Linked DNA regions of Arachis hypogaea: all the other regions are linked to region 1. The links are chromatin contacts, called in public Hi-C maps. All regions are on one chromosome and are shown on one strand. Each heading gives the region's core, a stretch centred on a gene start, on an enhancer-like site or on the middle of the called end of the contact. The rest is flanking DNA. Distances are from core to core; before and after follow the strand shown.

Region 1 (3,659 bases), core at 452-2,951:
CAACCTTCACCAATTCATCATAAATCAACATACAACAACATTCAACACCAATCAACCATTTTAATTCAAACCTATCCTATAGGTCACTAGCCTAAGTGTCCATGAATATTATATACTACATAGAGAAAATCAAAACCATATCTTAGTCGATCTCCAATATGCACCAAAACCTCAAAGTGAGCCCAAGACAAGCTTTCAATCACAATCTATGCCACCAAGAATCTTCAACAAGCATCAACAAGCTCCAAATTGACCATAAACAAGCTATATGTACATAAACCATCATAAATCAACCTAGAGCTCATTATAATTGAAATTTCACAAGAGTTTCAATACCTCTTACCTTTTCCAATAGATTTGGATGTTAAAACCCAAAGCTAAGCAAGGATTAGAGTGAACCTAAACATCCAAAATCATAAAAACTCACTTAATCAAAAACCCTAGATTTTCGAAACTTTGAAGGGAGGAACAGAAAAGATTTTGTGGTTACCTTACTACTTTCTTGGGTGGATTTTGTAGAGCTTGTCTCAAGGAATGCGTAGCCACAAATGGTGTGGCGATCGGAGCTCTGTAGCTCAAGATATTGCGAACAGAAGAGAGTGGTGAATAGTGTTTCTTATTCTTCCTCCTCTCCTCTCAAGTTTCTGTTATGTGTGTGTGTTTAATGAAGAATGGGTTCATTAATGAGCCCTTATATATGTTAGGCTTGGGCCCAACTTGGGTCCGGTCCAACCCGTTAGCGTTTTTAGCCCGTTTGGCCTAACTTCGAGCCAAACCTTTAAAATTAATGCCCGGTTTTCCATTTCTAATGTTTTTCTAAGCCTTTCGGCTGGTTTCACTTTTTCTTGTGCAGCACCGGACATACTTGAATCGGTTCGACTGCCTGTTTGCGGTTTTTTACTGTTTTTTCGCAGAAAACACATTTTCTGACTCTGAAGGACCTACTGAGTCCAAAAATTATACTTAAATCCTCCAAATTCTCATCCTAACTTTTCGGAATTAAATTGGGGCATTTAAATAATTTTATTCGTGAAAATTCCGGTTCTTACATGTGGCAAGTGAGATTTTGACATTAGCAAATGAGCCGCGTTATTCTTTTTCTTTTACAAAATAGATCTCCGATCACGGATGAATATTTTTACAGATTTTTAAAATATTTGAGAGTATTTTTGTCTAAAAATGTTATTCGTACACTAAAATCAGTTACTAAAATTAGTTATCAATATATTTTAATATAAATAAATGTGTGATTTAATTTATTTTTAATATGTATTTATATTCTAACATGTATTTTATACTAGTGGTTGATTTTAGTATATACATAATATAATCTAATTTTGCTTATAACAAAATTCAGAGACATTTTTATCAAGATAATTATAATATATTTTTAATAATTTACCGTTATCTTAATTAATCTTACCTTTATAATTTTATTATATATAAAAATAATAATAATAAATAGAAATCATATTCTATTTATTAATAGAATAAGTTTAATAAAGCAATAACTTTTTTTCTTGAATACCTTATAAATTAAAAATTTGAATAATACGAAAATATATGGTTCTAAAAATTAGATTAGACCGATCAATCGAATTGGTTTAATTGAGAACCAACAATTGAAGAATCAGTCAAAAACCGTTGAACCGGCCATGAACTGGCGGTTACATCAGATTGGAAATTGACCGGTTCTTACTAAACGATGCCGTTTTACTAAACAATAAACACCCTAATTTTTCAATTTTACCCTGCCTCCAACTGTTGCTTCTCCTCTCCGTCAACACCGTCGCCGCCTCTAACCACTCCGAGGTTCCCTGCGTCTCTGCTGGCGCCAGCCACTAGTTCGTCGGCGTTCGTCCAGCGCGCTGACCCTCACAACCCGCCGTTCTTCGACGGTGCGTTCGACTTCGCATTCTCCGCAAGGATCGACAAGGCGCTGTTCCCGGCGAGATTCGCTATAGAGATGGATCCCCGTGTCAGGTCTGGTGGCTCGTGTGTTGTCGCCGTCGCGAGTGCGGGGATTATAAGGTGAGGGAGGTCGTTTATCTGTTCAGTAATGTTACCTTGGTTGGAATGAGAATGACAAGTATTGTTATGCAAACTTCTTGGTTGATGCTCGATTTTTCACTACTTACTGGGTTTTTCACTTTTTCCTTTTATTGCAGATGATATATACATAGAAATTGTAGACTGATAATCTCATGGGTAATTCAGTTTGCTGCATTGCATTACTAAGTATCTTTGTTCTAATGAATAAGAAAAAAAAAATTCCCATAAAAAAAATGAATAAGAAAAAAAAATATAAATTGATATGAATCGAACAGGTTCTGCTCTTGTGAACAGGTTTTGCACTTGACTATGGAGTAGATAACTGTTAGTTGTTGAAATTATTGCTTTGTTATGCTGTAAATTAATTTCTTTCTAGCTCTTGACCTCTTGTTAGGAAGTTTCACATGCCACATACTTAATTCTGTGTTGTATGTATTGCAAAGGGTACAATAAAGCTAGGCCGGTTAGCAAAGGAATCAGCAGCCGATGTAAATATTAAACGCAGAGCCAAAGGACTGCTTCCTCGTCCAGTGGGTTATATAACAATTAAGTGTCAATTTTAGTTGTGTCATTCCTTTAATAATTATTTGGCAAAAGGATTTCTCTTATTGCTCAAAAGAATTCCTTTCATTATCTAATATCCATACAAGGAAAACATAATTTAAACCGTATGGGTAGTAATTTTGTACTTCTCTCTCTGTTGCAGCATTACACATTGTTTGAGTGAAAGTTTGGATCAGTAAATTGCATAACCAAAATAATCTATCTGATTGCTGTGTATAATCTTTAGGCTATTTCTTGTGTTTTTTATTTTACAAAGATAAGTTTACTTTTCTTTTTAAGTTTTACACTAATTCTCACTCGTTAGTACTTGTTTCAAATGAATATAACTAAGTTGAAGTGAATTATTCATGTCACTGTATAAAGGTTCGAGCTGTAATAGTTGGATACCCTAATGTTGGAAAGTCATCATTGATAAACCGAAGCGAAGAATGTGCCCTGCAGCCCCCAGACCAAGAGTTACCCTAATCGTTCATGAACTTGTATTCTGTTAAAGTTGAAACTAATGGCTTCTAATGTTGAGTTCTTAACAAGTTTTTGCGAATTTTGATTATTGATGACAAATTTTTATGCTGGCATTTAATATTTAAATATTTCTTTTTACTATTTAACTTTTGAATTTGTATTTTGATAAGATCATATGGCTTTAGTTGATGATATTTCATGTAGTGTTTTAAATTTGGAAGATATTTTAAGATTTATATTAGACTATAATTATATTTTAGGATGTTTATTTATAATTTATTTATTATTTTATTCTAAAACGATTTTTGCGGTTGAATCACGGTTGGACCCGTTGTATCAGTGAACCAGTGACTAAAACAGTTAGATGACCCATATAGTGAGTAGTAGCTGCTGGAACTCACTCTCACAGTCTCACTCCCTGCTGCTTAGACGCCCGAAAAGACGGATTTGTCCTCACCTGGTTCTTCAGTGTTGCTAACTGAAATTGCAGCACGCTAATTTGTCTTCTCTTCACCATCTTGGCATCTTTTTCCAGAAAAAAGAAAAATAAAAAAAAGGGGATTTGGTAACCCTTGATGGAA
Region 2 (3,659 bases), core at 340-2,839, 420 kb before region 1:
GTAAACTAAATGTAAAACATGAACTTATAACACAATTTGAGTCATAAATTCGTCTGACCTAATAAAATAATTTAACATTAAAATTGATTTAAAGTCCTAAATTAAGATTCTAACTAGTTGGCTTTGCTTGTCCCTTTTCCTTGTGTTTCAACAGGCAAAACTAGTGACCAATTATAAGTAGCTCAAACTGTAGAGGAAATTTACAACAAAGTGGAAGAAAAGTTGGAGCCATAACAAAACAAACATATTCATACAATCAGTCAACCAAAAGACCGGCACTGATTGCTTCCTGATAACACAACATTTAGAGTGCCATGTATAAGTAGTTTCTACTGCATAAAATAAGAGGCTAAAACTAGCTAGTTGCGAAACCACCTTGTTTTACATTATTGAAATCTCAAACTGGGACTACTTGGAAACACTACAATACTCTGCCAAATGAAGGTGATGTTTCAAAGATTTATCTCTTTAAGGAATTCTCATACAATTATGCAATACATTATTAAAGGGTTGTTTGTGAGCCTCTTCTCCGAAACCAAACTTACGTAAACAAATTTCCATAAAGAATAAGCAAAATAAAAAGAGTGTGATAGCTGCGTGCAAAACCTCAAAAGTTCTCCGGACTGTCATCCAATTGTTTCTCGTCTTCTATATCAACCTCCAAAATCTCCTGAAAATCCAAATAGGGAACATGTTTGGCTCTTGTTCTAGGCTTTTGCATTTGGATTGAACGAAGTAAAGCGATAGAGAATTAGTTATTGTTTAGTCACTTAATAAGAAAGCAATCAGGACAGTGATTCTAAGTTGTGACCAGATACCAATTTTGAAAGAACATAGAGTTTATATTTTATAGTGTTTAATAGTGATTATGGAAAAGGAAGAGAAGAGAGAGAGTTACAGGGATCCTCTGTTTGAGATAATTAGCGACTCTGGCTACGACATCGGAACGCTTGTGCCAAAAGCGACCCTTGAGGCTGATCTTCACGAAAGGTCCATCTAACTCTGCCAATTCAACCGTTCCTGAAAGAAGAAGCATATTCATGAAGAACATATACAATATTATATCTATCCTTTACATATTTCATTGAACAACAAAAACAACAACCAGTGATGCCAACTGAAGTGTCAAAGATCTGTCCCAGCTCCGCGCGAGCATCAACCAACACCTGTCTCACATTGTCTTCTGTGAGGTCGAGTGGCGGCGGAGCCGGGACAGATGCTGAAAGAGGTCTCAGCCTCAACCTCCTCTTCCTCCTCCTGCTCCATGGTTTTTCTTTGCCACGTGTTGTTAGGTGGTCCACTTGTTGAAATGGAGATTTGTGGATAAGTGGGGCAGGGTTATGGTAATAAGTGGAGGTGCATACAGCAGGTGCAGGAGGAGGAGGAAGAGGAGATAATGATGAGAGTGTGAGTGAGGAGGCTACATTGCAACAGAGGCACTTTGAAGGCAGTGACATGATCCTTAAAGGGTCGAGTTATTCTGAGAAAGAGTGGTTGTTGGATACGGATAAACACACTGAAACAGTGAAACCAATTAACCAATATTCCTAAAAAAAATTAAAATAAGTAAGAGCTCTGCATCTGAAATTAAAAGCCCACATAGTTAGCCCGTATTTGGAGACGCTAATCAAAATTTCATCATTTGCGTTTTTTTAGCAATATTTTTTAGAGAATAAATTATTTATTTATATATTATCAAAAATAAATTTAATTATATATTCATTTGCATATAGAGTATCATGTTTGAATTAAACTATAAATAATTAATTTATCGCATCTTGTAACATTTCAAATTTTTGAAAATTAAATAATTAGTTATTTATAAATCATTATATTATATTAAAATTTTATTTTTAAAAAATTATTTTTAATAAAAATAATTAAATAAAAATTTTTTATTATTAAAATTTAATTTAATTATTAATTTAAATTATTTATTAAATACTATTTTGATAGACAAAATTTAAATTAATTTTTTAGAATTATTATTATTATTATTATTATTATTATTATTATTATTATTATTATTATTATTATTATTATTATTATTATTATTATTATTATTATTATTATTATTATTATTTCTTTTCTCTTGGCCAAATGTGCCTTAAGGAAGTAAAGATTAAAAAACAAAGCCAAACGTGGCTATCAGGTATACATGTATATATTTATAATTATGACATATAAGTTCTCTATGTGTCACCTTAACACTAATTAATCATTCCTCTTTCATTAACCATCATTTTTCCAAGCAATACCGAACCATTTTCTTTAGGAAAATAAAGAGAATGTCGTGAGTGAGAGAGAATGAGACACTACTAGAAAATTAGATATTACAAATAGATATTTTTGATGAATTTTATCTCATAGAAATACAGGCAGAATTTTAGAAAAATTTTTTGTTGGAAAAAAAATGAATTAGCATAAATTACAAATAGAAAAAAAATCCGTCGATAATTCTATCAGAAAAATTAATTTTTTTTCGTAGAAAATAGTTACAGACAAAAAATTTGTCTGTAATTAAATGAAAAAACGTTGCGTTTATTAAATTATTACAGATGAAAAATTCGTCTGTAATTTAAAATTTTTCGTCGAAAATATTGAGTTAACCTTAACTCAGATCCTATCCTCTCGATCTATTCACACTCCACACAAATTGTCGCCAAAGAGCTTCTTCCTCTCTCTGTCCAACGCTTTTTCCATCACATGAGCTTCTTTCGCTGCCGCCGCTCTCTCCATCGCTCCGTCCACGATCTCATTATTGACCTCAGCAACGGCCATTCGCTGGTCATCCTCATCCACCGGTTCAGGTATGGTTTTGCATGACTTTCAATTTTTGAATTCTTCTCATTTGAAATCATAATGGAGACTTGCGTCCACGAGCTTCTTCTTCCCCTGTTGCTGCCGCCGCTTGCATTTTCTCATTGCACGAGTTTCAATCACATCCAATTCGAATCAATTCAATAATGGTCGTCATGGCTTCACCTTCTTCCAGAAACCAGACGCCGTCCTCCTCGCGCTCCTTTTCTTACCCCTTTGCTTGATACACCTTCGCCAATTTCGCTCCCGGAGCCTACCCCCTCGTCCCCACGTGCTTCTCCTCATCCTTTGGCCACCATCGGCGTTTTTCTTCCACCTCTTCGCCACAGTGTCCAACATCGTCATCTGTGAGATTCTCCTCGGAGCAACCACCAGGCTCTCTCGGGCAACACTCCGCGGCTATAAAGAGGTATACTCTAATTTTATGATTCTGTGCTTAGGCTCAATTTTTCTGTGCCAATTTTAGTTTTATCAATTTTTCTTTGCAGTTTCTATCTTCTCAAAATAATTTAGGGTTTTATTATAGAGACAGAGATGGCAAGCTTTCTGTGAAGGAACTCCAGTCCTCTGATTCCATTAGATGAATATATGAATATTCGCTTGCTATTATTGATTTTGTTTATAAGTCTAAGTTATAATCAATTTCCATTAGATGGATGGTTTTTAAGTTTCTTATTGGTTTTCTTAGCCAACTATACATCTATCTTGGTTTAGCACCATTGATACTGATTGAGTGTGATCTAAGTGTTAAAATTATGGATCTGATTCAATTGTTATTCACCTCGTTCTTCTTGTGCTAATAAGATTTTGGTGCTTTCCGTTTAGTTAGGTCAGAACTT
Region 3 (3,659 bases), core at 544-3,043, 270 kb after region 1:
TATCATAAAATTGTCGTCATAATTAAAAAATGGGAAAATCTAAATTAAAACATTGAACAGGTATCCAAAAAATATATTACTGGAAAATATTAACCGTTTTTTATAGAAAAGAGTTACATTGCAAATCATACAACATTAAACAAAGAAGTCCTTATCAAAGTATTATCTCAGAGGTGATTTGGGTGAATAAGAAACTAGCTTCTTGCTATTTCTAAGTCATTCTCTCATTAAGCTTATTCAATTTCAACAAGAACAGTCTTCAAGCTTTATTTGAAACTCTTAACACTGGTAGCTATTGTAATAAAATGTACATTGCGATAATGTCATTAAACCTTCGATACACTATTAGTTTAATATTCAATTCTGTTTCAATCAAAATGAGTACTTCGAGAGCATATAATGGTGACTCTACTCCTTCAACCGGAACAAGCCTACCACCTGTCAAATCCTAATGAGATTGTAGCATTACACTTCTGAAATTTTATCCATATTGAAGAACTACTAAACTAAACAATCAAGAGATTTTTTTGGTCTCATTAGATACCTGAGCAAGGGAGGTAGCACAGCTTGTTTTTCCCACACCCCCTTTCCCACCAAGCATGTAATACTTTCTCTCCTTCCCTGCCACCATCTCGTCAAATCTACAAACACCTTCTGTGCAAGATCCTAGTAACCTCACTACATTATTTTTTTAGTTAGAACTTAATTCATCCATCCTAAAATTTCTAATTATACTTTCTTCATAAGAGTGGATTTGTTTTTTTTAGACTTGACAAGAAAGAAAGCAAGTATTAAGTATACTATGCACATTCTCTTCATGTCTCAGCTTTCTCTTCAATTTATCAACATGTCAAGTTTGAAAACATTAATTTATCCTATGTACTGAAAATTTATTTCACTAATAAATTATCACATACATCTTGTATCAAAGCCATTTTCATTTCTCGATTCGATCAACGCCCATTTTTCTGTGCAGGCATTGCTTTGCTCCCTCTACTTTCCATCTTGTCCTACTTTGCACATTCAGAGATAGAATATTTGAAAAGCAGCAAAAAGAAAGAACTAGCTAGAGTCTCTTATATGTTTCTTATGACAAGTAAAAGAACCAAGCTTCCACTTTTCAGATTCGGATAATATTCAAAAAAGGAAGAGAAATTCTATCTGCCTACTACAATTAAAGTAGTTTAAGCATTGAAATCAAAACTCTTTTAGCGTATAGTGTATAACTAATTCTATCTTACAAATTGCCTAAACAAAAGAAAAATTAACACATTACGACAAACAAACAACCAAGGTAAAAAGCAAAAATGAAAAATGATCAAAGCTTATTCAAAATGCAAATATCTTATCAAGGTAAGGCTATTCAAAAAACTTGTTCAGCCAATCAATCTTCAGCAAAAACACGAAAACAAGAAACATTGCATCAATAAAAACCTAACCCCTAAAAAATTCAACCAAAATGAAACTTGATTTAGGAACCTTGATTTCACAAACAAGTTTATAAGAACACAAAATAAAGAACTGTAACTGTTACAAGTTCTTATCATAGAATAGGAAATAGAATTAGAGTTAGTGATGGAATATAGAATAATATAATTAGAGTTAGCAATGGAATTGAATGAAAGAAACATCGATGAAAGAGAAAGGAGATTAAGGTTACCTGCATAGCTGAGGCAAGATCGAAGAGAGAAACGCAGCAACACACGGAGAAGAGCAAGCACTAGTGGAGAGATCGAAGAGAGAAATGCACATTAGGGTTCGAAAGGGAGCGACGCGAACAAGGCTGACGGAAGGGGTGTGACGGAGAAGAACCAGGAAGGGGTACGACAGAGCCTCGGTGCGATGGAAGTTTAGTACAATGGAGGTCCAATGCGACGGCGGTGCAAGGCTGATAGAGGGATGAGTGTGGAGGCACGGGAGTGGGAACTGAAACAGAGAGAAGAATGTGATTTCCAAAACTTTATTTTAATATTTCCGACAAAAAACTTTAAATTACAGACGGATTTTCTGTCTGTAATAATTTAATAAAACTGCAGCGTTTTGTCCATTTAATTATTGACGGATTTTCCATCTGTAATCATTTCCCACGAAAAAAATTAATTTTTCCGACAGAATTATCGACGGATTTTCTTTTCCGTCTGTAATTTATGCTAATAATTCATTTTTTTTATTTTTCGACAAAAATTCCTCTAAAATTCCGTCTATATTTCCGTGAGATAAAATTCATCAAAAATATCTGTCTGTAATAACTAATTTTTTAGTAGTGTTATATATCAGCATAAAAATTTTCTATTTAGATGTTTTACTCATCTTAACTAAACCTTTTCTTTGGAAACATACAACAATAATGAAGCCAGGAGTTGGAATTTGGAAGTAACTCATGGACGTTAAATTTGGATAATATTTATAAATTTATTTTATTTTCAGTTGGATTATATTATTTTTTTTAATTTTATTTAATACCCATGAATATACACACCTCTGGCTCATAGCTAAACGAAGATCCATGATAGATATGGGAAAAAAACGAAAATTTTTTTTAGTTGAAAAAAGTTAACTCCGAAAATTTTTTATTATTTAATTAGTTTGTTACGTGTAGAATGGGTAGTAGCTAGTATGATGATAATTAATTGAAGAGTAAATTTTGTTTGGAAATTAAGAGTCTTGATATGCATATAGCATAGGTCACAATCTGCACGACTTGAAATATCACTTTCTTTAATCTTTATCTAGCAAATATATAACCTCTTTTCTTTTCTTTTTTATCACGAGAAAGATGGATAGATAGATCACTTTCATTCATGATTTTCAGATTCTTAAAAGATGCTAATCTGGGCATTACCTGCTTGTTACGCTCCAGTTCACATTTTCATGCAAAAGTTGCATTGTCCCTCGCCTCAACTCTTAACTTTCTATCATGAAACTTAAGGCTTTCATGAAAAAAAACCAAAAGGTAGAATTGCATAAGCGCATACAAGCAAGTAATATAATCATGGTGATATTTAAATTTTGTCTAACTTATTTTTTATAATAAATTTTGATTTTTTAAAATTATTTATTTTTATATTTTTTAAATTAAATATTAATTTTTAACTTTTTTTAATAAGTAAGTACCACATTTTAAGTACTACAACATTATTCACCTATAATCATAAAATATAAATAACTGTTATAGTACTTAAAAATCTGAAAAGAGTTTTTTAACTTATTAAAAATTAAGAATTAATATTTAATTTATAAAATATAAAAATAAATAATTTTTAAATATTTAAAATTTGTTATAAAAAATAAACTAAATAAAAATAATTCATAGACACTATTAGAACAATTGATTTCAAATATATGTGTACGTGTTTTGTTGATATGGTAATACTTTAATTTATTTAAAATTTTAATTTTAGATAAAATTTTTATATAGGATATTTGTTTAGTATTATCTCTTGATATATTATTTTTCAATTATTACTTTATTTAATAAACCAACATTCATTTCAAAATGAAAGGAGATTTTTTTTTTAGTTGAAGAATATTGACAATGTACGTAAGACGTAGAAGTACGTCAAGGATATGCTTGAATTGAGTCTTTTTATTATTTTAATTTTAATTTTAAGTTCAACTAAAAATTTATTTTTTTAACCAACAGGGGTCAATTTATTTAA

What was found. A called contact is a pair of places that touch in the nucleus more often than the background predicts.
Region 2: a Hi-C map of leaf shows a contact between it and region 1, with 2.7 times the contacts expected there. The contact joins the promoter of LOC112696753 here to the promoter of LOC112696751 in region 1. A contact is called at or near these places in 3 of 8 Hi-C or Micro-C datasets (leaf and an unstated tissue).
Region 3: a Hi-C map of leaf shows a contact between it and region 1, with 3 times the contacts expected there. The contact joins the promoter of LOC112696745 here to the promoter of LOC112696751 in region 1. A contact is called at or near these places in 2 of 8 Hi-C or Micro-C datasets (both in leaf).

What each region holds. Positions count from the first base shown.
Region 1 is chr6:78,787,137-78,790,795 of arahy.Tifrunner.gnm2.J5K5, reverse strand. LOC112696751 (aberrant root formation protein 4) reads left to right here and starts at 1,701. Exons shown (of 16, transcript XM_029287552.2): 1 at 1,701-2,031; 2 at 2,169-2,208; 3 at 3,419-3,659.
Region 2 is chr6:79,209,543-79,213,201 of arahy.Tifrunner.gnm2.J5K5, reverse strand. LOC112696753 reads right to left here and starts at 1,589. Exons shown (of 4, transcript XM_072197158.1): 1 at 1,106-1,589; 2 at 899-1,020; 3 at 607-670. The coding sequence starts at 1,457. The coding sequence ends at 608.
Region 3 is chr6:78,518,848-78,522,506 of arahy.Tifrunner.gnm2.J5K5, reverse strand. It overlaps LOC112696745 (peroxisomal nicotinamide adenine dinucleotide carrier), which reads right to left and starts at 1,793. Exons shown (of 8, transcript XR_011862373.1): 1 at 1,661-1,793; 2 at 918-1,013; 3 at 545-678.